2 separate regions of the Dromaius novaehollandiae genome follow, and region 1 is linked to region 2. The links are chromatin contacts, called in public Hi-C maps. All regions are on one chromosome and are shown on one strand. The core of a region is the stretch at or near the end of the contact, and the rest is flanking DNA. Distances in the headings are between cores, read along the strand shown. Region 1 overlaps LOC135327595 (a long non-coding RNA gene). Region 2 holds the start of ZNF704 (zinc finger protein 704).

Region 1 (5,050 bases), core at 1,822-4,321, 110 kb after region 2:
ATACACCACATGTAAAATAAGATTTTGTTCGTTTTTTAGGGCTTATATCTGTTAAACCTCAGAGCAGGGAACACTGATACTCCACTAATGAGAATTAAAGAAGAATCTCATGAAATCCCAAAGTCCATTATACATTATTAGAGAAACAGTCTACGAATGAGAAAATACTTTAAAAAAAAGAAAAGAAAAGAAAAGAAAAAAAAAAGGCAAGAGGAAAAAGATGCTAATTCTTTATTTGGGAAATACTATTCAGTTACCATTAACTCACAAGATGTGCGGTTAATTGGTCTCCTGTAGATTTGTGAGATCACATTTTTCTTGAAAACAGATGGTGATTAAACTGCTCAGCAAAGAAACTTCCTTTGATCTTGCTAAATGAATGTATACACACGAACTATGCATTTTCCTACAGCTGCATATTGTATCTTGAGTCAATTCAAATCCAACCTTTTCCCATAGATTAGCAGCTCCCAAACAGCAGGAGCTGAAGGTGCTTCTGTCTCCTTCAGCATACGTTTCTCTCCCTGTGCCCCCGTGAAGGCGAGCACGAGCTGGTGGGTGCCGGGCCAAGGACAGGGAGGCATGGATGGGGTGCTCGTGCTTGCCTGGCCGCAGATGCTGCCACTCTGGCCCGAGCAGCTCTTGTGCTTTTGCAGTTCAGTTTTTTTGGTCAGGAGGAGCTTGCAGCTACTCTAGAGCAAGCTGTGGCAAGGAAGAGGCTGCTTTTGGGCTTTCCCAGATCTTCCCCTCAGCAAGAGCCTTTCCAGCCACCCGGCAGCCCCAGTTTAGTTCTTGCCACTTCCTCTCGTGGTGCTCTGCCACGCACCCCATAGGAGGCACGGATGGCTCCTGATGGGCTCCTGCCTGGGAGCTATGGCCCTAGATGATCTAGCACTCAAAACACTTGGTCCTTCAGCCTAAGCATTGACTGCACTTCAGGGCTGGGGTGTACAAGACATGAAGAGTCAGACCTAACCTGATTATGTATGTTTCTTATAGTTCATCCTACAGAAAGAGAGACAAAAAAAGATGTATTAAGAGCATCTTTGCTTTAGAGTAAAGCAAGCCTGGACTGAACAGCAAAGAAAGATTTTGCTTATATGCAACCTATTCAAATGCACGATAGCAGTGTAAAGGCAGTGGTATTTTATCTATCCAGAGATGTGCACTCATCTAGTTTATATTCAGTTAATAATATTTTTACAGTATGTATTTGTATCTGATGGGCTAAAGCCCTTAATTTTATATTCTTTTCAAGAATTAGCATGGAATTCACGTTTTCCTATTTACTGAGCTACCGGACTATGCTAGTTTTCTGACTGCATAAAGGATACATCCAGTACTTCTGAGGTTTTGGGATTTTTTTTAACGCTGTCCTTTTAAAAAATGCAATGCTTTCTGTATGTTGCTTGATACAAAAAAAAACCCAACAACAGATTTCTTACCAAGGTCCCTACAATGAGATCCACAGAACCCACTGACTTGAAAAAATGCCTGAGGACAGGCAGCATCAGCCGTTACCAATTGCCGTACCGCCCATAGCTATGACCATTTACATCTGCAGAGGATCTGCCCCCAGGAAGGTTACACAGAGCTAGCTGAAGGGATGCTCAGGTGTGGTACAGGAGGCTCTTTGCAGCTGGTAATCTCCATTACCAGGACGTGGCCTATAACAGCAACAGAAAGACACTACTGCATTTCTCTGCAATCTGTACCTGTTCTGTGGGTCTGATTTAGCTCCAGCCGCAGTCCCTCAAATCAAAGCATTGACTGCAGTGGTCAGTCCTTTGTTGTCACTTACTATCACAAAATTTACTTTTTAAAATGAGAAAGAGCTTCCAACTCTGGCAGTAATGGACATACTGAATACTTTTAATATATCTATATATATTTGGAAAGTATTTGAGAAAAAGTGTTTTGTCTTTTTTTATACAACTTTTAGCCAAATAGAAATATTCTGATTATTACTTCTGTAGATATATGTCCACCTGTAAATAAATTCATATATTCAGGTACCTGAACCTGGAGGAAAAAATAATAATAAAGACTGTTCACCGGCTATGCGTTTTGCTAGCTTTCGGTTCCTTTGTACATAGGAAGTAACTGTTTAAATGTTGGGTGGGTTTTTTTTTCTTTTTAATTTAATTGCTGTTCCTCTAAAGAAAGAAGAAGAAGAAAAAAATCTTTTGACTTTGTTTTCTCTTTTCTGAGTTAATACGAAGATTTTCTAACTTTTTACTGCAGAAACGGATAAATACCTGGTGCTATGTGAATTTGAGTCAGACTGGCCATAACAGACACACCAGTTAGGATGCACTTTTCCTATGGCACACAATGTATTCTCTCAGAATGGACTTTCAAAGGACCATCAGATGTTTACATTTCTTCTTGTTGCCCCAAATAGTTTTGAATACCGAAGTATCTCCCAGAAAACAGAGAAAGACATGATGCATTACTGATGTAATGAAACCTTACATTTAGGTATCTATGACAAGTTTGTACAAATACCATTTTAGAGATAGTTGAAATATTGGGCTTTCATACTTTGTAATGCTTTGATGTGACAATACGTATGCTGTTGCTATCTAGTCTAACCTCATTGTAGACCTGTAATTTCCTGTTTATGGTTATGTCATGAATTGCACTGGCTTGAATTCAGCCCGATACTGGCTGTCCAGCTGAAATACTCTGACTGTTATGATGTCCACAAAACATTAATTAAATGCACTTGTAACTGACTAACTACCAAGGAGTATGTAAAATTATTCGTGTAATAAAACCCTTTGTGTATAACTTTTTCCTCTTTGTTTACGTAAAATTTAATTCTTCAACAACCGTGAATGCCAGCGCATCTGCCAAGGATCAGCTCAAATGAATGATAACCTTTGCATGGCCTCCATTATGAACAGCAGTTTTACAGCATGAACCTGGACGTGGGAAACTGCCTCTTAAATTATGGTGTGATGTATAAGTAGCTGCATTATGGTCAAAGGGAAGGAATTCACTCGTGTTCATGCTGTAATGTTCATGCTGTAAAACTGCTCCTCCTGATGCATTAAGCTGTCAACACCTGTTTCCTGTCCTGCTCTTGCCTGGCAGTAGAGGCACAGCCTCCCTACGTGCATGCAGGGAACACTCCTCATATGCAAAGTTTCATTTGAACGGGACATTGGTAAAGCTACTGAAGCTCCTGCTTTAAACTGAGAGAGACATTCCTGAAACAGGGAGTAGTTTGGGGTTGGGGGGAGCTATAAACTAGTAGTATTTCTGCCCAAGTTCACAACTCCCCTTCTAGCTTTGTTAGGTCATACGTAGCTTTTCTTTGGCTAATACATTCTGCAAGTCCAGCTCCAATATAAATAGCAAGGCTATTAAATTTAATGAGTTGCTTTTCTCTGCCTAGGCAGCACCTCCTCACCACACACATGCATACAGAGTCTTCCACCTGTAGGAAAGGATGTCTCTAAACTAACCTGTTCTCAAATGCAGGCTCAGAACAATAGAGAGACCCTACGCTGCTGCCCAGCACCATCCGTTCTCACTAACGCTCAGGCTTCTTGTCCAAATGGTTCCTCCTCTACCAGGCAGTGAATCCAGCAGGTCGCCGGCACTGCTGGAGTGAGCGGCAGTCTTTGGTCACTTCTGCTGGCGGAGTCTCTCGTCTTCGAAGTCCAGCTGCTGCCAGGCAGGCACCCAAAGCTGTCTAACTTGTAGCCTCAGAGACCTGCGACTAGGCAAGTAAAATTTCTTCAGCCAATTCCTCTAGGTATAAAAAGGAAAGGATTTGAAGTCATATAATTAGCAAGTAGGTGTTTTAGTGGTATTTCAGATTAAATCCCGCTAAATAAATGCCACTTTAAGAGATGATAATCTCTGCTGTAATTGATGTTCCTAAAGACAGACACATAGACCATTACAGTTGCCTTTATGCAAATAACGTTTTCTAATTTTGTACAGAGCAAACACATTAAAAGAAAAAGTATTTCAGTTTAGCCCAGAGAGCTACACTCCCTCTTCTCCACTCCCCCACAGGCTTTGTCTCTTTTTGAGGTAATTCTAAAAAGCTTTTAAGAAGTGACTGTCTTACGTACATTTGGATTAGAAATATTTTAGATGGTCAGCTACTTGCTTTAGAAAGTTTTGAGACAGAATGACTCCTCTGCCTGCACCAAAAACTTCCTCTAACCTCCACTCATTTCTTTTAGCCAAAATAATTTGCTGATTTCAAATTTGGGTTTCAAATACTCTTGGTTGCACAAAAAAGTACATCTTGTTGTCGAAAGATTCTATGCATTTTGCACTTAAAATGTTGCCATCCTCTTTTCTTTTATAATGGTACTTTTGCGACCTGTTCTCCAAGTCAGGTGCTACAGAATCACTATGATATAATTTTACTTCTTCTCCTGTAAGGTTCTGGTAGAAAGCTGCTGCTCCCAAAACAATTTATTAGAAATGAAAATACTACTTAGAAAACAGTAACATTATTTTGGTGCCCCTTAATTAAATGCATTATTTTCTACTTTATTTGCTTTAACTGCCAACATTTTTCTCCCCCTTACACCCACTCTTTTTCATGATGCCAAGAAAAATATTTAGGTTATAAAAATTACAGTATTGGTTTGAAGACCAAGCTATATTGCTTTTTATGGCTGTCAAAATGAAAAATAAACATTATACTAAGATTTATGTTCTAAATTTAGCTTTAAAGAGGAGAAAGAAAGAGAATAAGAACTTGCACATTCCTTAATTGTGTTTTCCTGCTTGTCCCCAGATGATACCACCATGAAAAGATGAAGGTTTTATTTTGTAATTGCTGGGGAAGGAAAAGAGAAGAGATTTCAAACACATTCATTTTAACACAAGGCAGATGACAAACAAATTTCTCATAATGCTTTGTCTCAGCTTTGTCTTAGCTTTGTCTTGTAGTCACCATAGTACGTCTTGCTCTGAGACAAGGCTTCATTGAATTTTTTTGCCAGATTGTAAAAAACAAAACAAAACAAAACAAAACAAAACATGGAGCAGGAGAAAGGGAGGAAACATTACCGAG
Region 2 (5,282 bases), core at 2,060-4,559:
TGTTATCTAGAACTCACTGACTGTTTAGAAAACTTTCTCATAGCACAACTTCTCTGAGAAGCCCTAAAGGACAGTATGTGTTCAGGTATCCATACTATTCCTACTGCATGTCAGACAGACTGAAAGAAATAGAGCAAACAGTCATTTCTTTCCTTTGCTTTTATCACACACTGTGAGAGAAGTTATTCTTACTACAGCTCCAATCTGGCTCGCCTGGGAAGTGCTAGAAATCTTTAACCAATCTGTTGTAGAGTTGTCAACACTGGCTTCTCATTGCATTTGATAACCTAGCAGGAGTAAAAAGCTTCAGCAGCTCAGATTACAAATCAAAAATAAATATTCTTCTGCGAATCCCTTCTTGGATGGCCCTGCCCACCTCCCCAGTGAACTTTGGACTATTCTTCCTTTTCCTTCCTGACCCCAAAGCTATTCTTCCGTGTCTCCTTTCCACCAGGATTTGGTTACACCCTTCCTCCTTCACCCTGCACAGCTGTTCCAGAGCAGCCTCTTGATCTGCAGGGCTTTGAGAGCCGAGACCTGCTGCAGTCCCTGGGGACAGCAGGCAGCACCCAGGACATGAAGCAACCTCTGCAGATGGACCAAGGCCCCCTCCTGCAGGCCGGCAGCCTGGGATGCTTCCTCATCTCTGGAGGAACCTTCCTGGGCCTCTTTCCTCCCCCTCCTGCCACATGCTCCCAAACCAGAGAAATACTTCATCACCCAGTTAGTAATTTTTGAAACAATTATTGTTAAACTGACAAGTAAAAGCCTGATCATTGGTTCACAATATCTGCTTTTACTTTCATCCACTGAAACATTAGACCAGGAGGTGTCAAGTCATCTCTATCTGACAGCGAGTGCGGGAAATAACCTGACGAACAATCTGAACACAAAGTTCAAAACGGTGAATTCTGAGGTTTCATTAAAGCTAACAAGCATGTTCTGGTTTGTTCAGGCCCAAGCATACTTTTTTATTTTCTGCAGGCGATCGTGTGGTCCCAGTTTTATTCTTTGTGCTCTTCATGCTAGCACATATAATCCAATTTAGTGATAATGCATCCATTGTATCTATCACTTATAATTTTGATTGTTTGTGCTACATTAAAACAGATACTTGAAGAACTCTGTGCAGCATCTCTAGATTTATCCTAGTACAAGTCAGGTAGGAATGTGACCTTCAATATCATTATAATTTAGAATACTGTGAATTTAGGCCACCACAGAAGATCACAGTTAGTTTGAAGTGGTATTCAAATAATATGTATTTGAAATACTTTGAATAATATGAGGTATTTGAGTAATTGCATTTCTAGGTATCTATAGCTTTGAGGTATAAGTGTGAAGGAACCAAGAATACCATTTAAATTCATGGTGGAATTCATGTTTAAGGCAAACCTTAAGCATAACTTTTGTCTTCATGATTAATTTTGAATTCAGCATAGAAATAAAACTAAAAAGAATTTATCCATTGCCAGATTTTTCACAAATTCATCCTTTGTGCAGCTTCAGCTTAAAAAAATCACAATTGATCCACTAACCAGGTCTTACAAAGCTAAATATCTGGCAGAAAAAAAGAGAAGACTGAATCTCTCTCCTAGGACAGCTGTTTTCAAACTTGCAAAATTTCAAGTGGACAGATTCTTACCAACGCACCTGCAGGCATACCATAAGCTTTGGCTAGAGTTTTGCTAAGCTTCGGTATAAAATGGCCTGAACCAACGTTCACTGTAACTGATAAAAACCACAGTGAAACGTCTGGAAATATCACTTCTGGATGTGTGGGGAAATAATACTGGAAAATCTGTTACACTAGAATCTGTCAGTGATTTTGTCATGGATCTTTTCCAGAAATATAAAGTCTCTGGAAACTCTGAAAGAATGAAGGAAAACAACTGGTTTGTGGCGCAGGGTTTTTTCAAAAAACAGAAATTATGAAGAAAATTGAAACAACTTCCATAGTTACCCATGAAAAGTAAATTCATTATCAAAAATAACTTCATTATTTCTGTAAGAATGGGTACTATGTTATCTATAATTTACTGCATAGAAAGCACTGCATGTGATATTTCAAAATGAATAGAAATCATTAGGCTTGGCAGTGACAAATTAACCTAGTATTAGAAGTGAAGTTTGGCTCCATGCTGACATATTATGTGTACATTTGGCCTGTTAACACGTGTCTAAAGCAGAGTGCATGTGGAGAAAGATATTAAACACTGAAAATGGAATTACTATAATTGACTTGTAAACAGAAAAAGAAGGGTGTGTATATATATATAAAAGAGTCAGGAATAAAATGTAAATGAAGATTTAAAATATTTCTAGAGAAAAAGGTTAGGAAAAGCATGTGACATCCCTGAGAATTGTAATCTAATCTCAGGAGGCTGCAGCAAATAGTATAGAAGCCATGCAGAAACATATGTGTTACTGCAACAACTTAAAACTCTAAGTTTTTAAACAAAGTAATTTAATTTAAAAAATTTAGAAAGGTATTTGAAATCTTAAAGTGCAGAAGCACTAAAAGTGCAGAAGTACTACAATTTAAGCATCAGATTTTTCTTCCCCATAACCATCCTGGTTCATTTTGTTTTCAGCAAACTGTAGAGAGCTCGGGTTCAGCTTGTCATCTAAAAAACAACGGTCTGTTCTCAGCTGTTTTTCCGAAAGTCCCATTTTTTCCGTTTCAGATACGGGGCGGGGAGGGGGCAGGAACCTTTTGCCCTGCGGGCAGCTTGGGGGCTCCCCAGGCCCGCCACCTCGCCAGGCCCGGCCCGGCGCGACGCCGGCTGCTCCCTCGGGCCGCGGCGCCGGGTCCCCCGGGCCGAGAGCGGGGCACCCCCTCTGCAAGGGGACAAGCGCCCGCGGTCCCTCGGCGCGGCTGTGCGCGGCAGGGGCAGAGCCGGCCGGGGCCGGGGCGGCGGCGGGGGGGGGGGCTGGCGCCCCGTGAGCCCCAGCTTATCCGGGCCTCGCCGGACCGGCGCGGCGCGCGGGCGCAGCTCGGCGGAGGGAGCGCGGCCTCCGGCGTCCCGCGCAGTGACTGGCGGAGCCGCGGACGGCGGGAATCCAGTCCGGGTTTTGGTGCCGGGGACCATCGGGCTGCGGGGCAGGGCGAGCGGGAGCGCAGCCGGCTCGCTCCGCGCCCCGACAGCCGCGCAGCGCCGCGCAGGCCGGCGGAGCAGGGCGGCCGGAGCAGGTGGGCGAGCGGCGGGGCGGCCGCGCCGGCAGCGGGCTCGCCTGGCCGCGCCCGCGGGCCCCCATGGCCGCGGCGCGCCCGCCGCACACACCCACCGCCGCCCGCCGGTGAGCGCCGCCGCCGCCCCTTCGGCTCGGCGCTGCCTCGGCGCGCCCGCGGCGGGGCCGCTGCCCGCAGGTTGCGCTGAGCGCGGCGGGAGGGGCCGCGCCGCGCCGGGCGGAGGCACCATGCAGGCGCGGCGCCTGGCCAAGCGCTCCAGCATGGGCAGCCGGCGGCTGAGCGCGGGGCCGGCGGCCGCGCAGGCGGAGGGGGGCCGGCCGCCCAAGCCCGAGAGCGCCTGGAGGCCGCCCCGGCGGGAGGGCTCCGCCGCGGCGCTGGAGGAGGAGGACGAGGACGAGGACGTGGTGGTGGAGGTGGAGGAGGAAGAGGAGGAGGAGGAAGGCGGCGTCGCGAGCCCCCCCCCGCCGCCGAGCGGCCACGGCAAAGGCCCCGTCAGGGGAAGCCTGAAGGTGCGTCCCGGCACGGCGGGAGGCGGGAGGCGGGAGCCGGGCCCGGCCCGGGGGCGGCGGGTGCCGGCTGCCCGGCGGCGGGGGCGCGGGGCGGGGCGGGGCAGGCCGGTGCTCCGCGCCGGACCGGGGAGGCGGTTGGAGCGGCCGCCCCGCCCCGCCCGCGCGCGTGCGGGTGCCGGGGGGGGGGGGGGGGGGGCGCGGCCGCCCCGCGCTCAACAAGTGCCGGACAAAGCGGCTGTGGCCGGCGGCGAGTGGGGGAAGCGCGCTGCTCCGCGTCGGCGGCGCGGTAGTTGCGAGGGGTGGGCTGACCCCCGGGGCGCTGGGGCAGCCTGCCTCTCTCTGCCTCTCTCTGCCTCTCTCTGCCTCTCTCTGCCTCTCTCTGCCTCTCTCTGCCTCTCTCTGCCTCTCTCTGCCTCTCTCTGCCTCTCTCTGCCTCTCTCTCTTTTTTTTTTTAACCCTGAAAAAAATTAACGTTTTGGCAAAAACTGAGAGGCGGCAGGGGGAGAGTCGAAATGGTCCGTGCTGTGGTTAATATATATGTGTAGGGAGTTGCTGATACGTGAAGGAGTTTGAGTATCGAGACTAAATAAATTGTTGGTTAAAGTGCATGGTGCAAGGCTTGTTAGGATGGTGGCGATGGCGCAAGGTGCCAACTTGGCTGTTCTCGAAGGTTTTTTTCAGGAGTAGAGTTGGACCTGTGTGTGTGTGCATGTGTGTTACCTGGTACACAGTGCCAGGAGGGGTGCTGGGGGAATCCTACAGTTAGAAGGCAACCACAGTAAGGATACTTAAATAAGTGGCTTAAGTGATATTTTTGCTTTGTAACCACATTTATGAAAAGTTTCTAAGTGTTGGAATACTGTGCAGAGGCCTAATTCTAACCAGATTATTTGGTTACTCTGAATTAGGTGCTGAATGCTCGCAGGCAGAGATCCTGCAAATTTAGGCTTAAGTATTTTATCATGAGGGATTTTCTGTAGTTATTATTCCCTTGGGATAACCCAGGGTGGTGGAGTTCAGTCTATGCACAGGTCTACAGAGGATTCATGTGCTAGATATGCAGTGCTTATGGATAATAGATGTGTGTGAAAGTGCAAAGGATATCCATTTTGATTTTTTTTTAATAGTATATGTAATAATACTTAATTAACAGGAGATAGAGGTAGCTTTGTTGCAATGCCATGTTGACACTGGAGTCTTCTGTGTATCCACAAGAAAAGCAAAAGTTACCGTTTGTATTTAATAGGAAAAGAAAGTAATGCAGAATTCTCAAATGGAGAACGGTAATCTGAAATACCAGTCAGATTACGTAGCTATAATCTGCATGTAATATGGGTTATCTGAATATACTGTTCTTTCTGTCAGCACTCATCGCACTTCTGAATAGTAGATCTCTTAATAAAAGTTAAGGTAGTTGGGGTTTCTCTCTTGCGCTTAAGAGCATATGTACACGTAAGAACATGTACTTACTTCCCTGGAAAGTAAATCTGCCTCATAGATGAGATCACTGGAGTAATGTGCATTAGGCTACTTTTAGTATACAGAATAGACTCTCAAATCTTCTGTGCACTGTAGTTCAA

The links. A called contact is a pair of places that touch in the nucleus more often than the background predicts.
Region 1: a contact with region 2 is called in a Hi-C map of ovary, with 2.2 times the contacts expected there. The contact joins the enhancer-like site here to the promoter of ZNF704 in region 2. A contact is called at or near these places in 3 of 4 Hi-C or Micro-C datasets (brain, liver and ovary).

The regions. Positions count from the first base shown.
Region 1 is chr2:124,828,435-124,833,484 of bDroNov1.hap1, forward strand. It overlaps LOC135327595 (a long non-coding RNA gene), which reads left to right. Exons shown (of 2, transcript XR_010387932.1): 2 at 2,245-2,798. Among named protein-coding and RNA genes, the nearest start is that of ZBTB10, 81 kb to the right of the region's middle. Within about 2 kb of position 3,072, at least 2 of the 2 cell types and tissues checked have open chromatin away from gene starts, as enhancers often do.
Region 2 is chr2:124,720,538-124,725,819 of bDroNov1.hap1, forward strand. ZNF704 (zinc finger protein 704) reads left to right here and starts at 3,310. Exons shown (of 9, transcript XM_064507365.1): 1 at 3,310-3,702. The coding sequence starts at 3,421. LOC112983522 (a long non-coding RNA gene) reads left to right here. Exons shown (of 2, transcript XR_003259250.2): 2 at 455-1,035.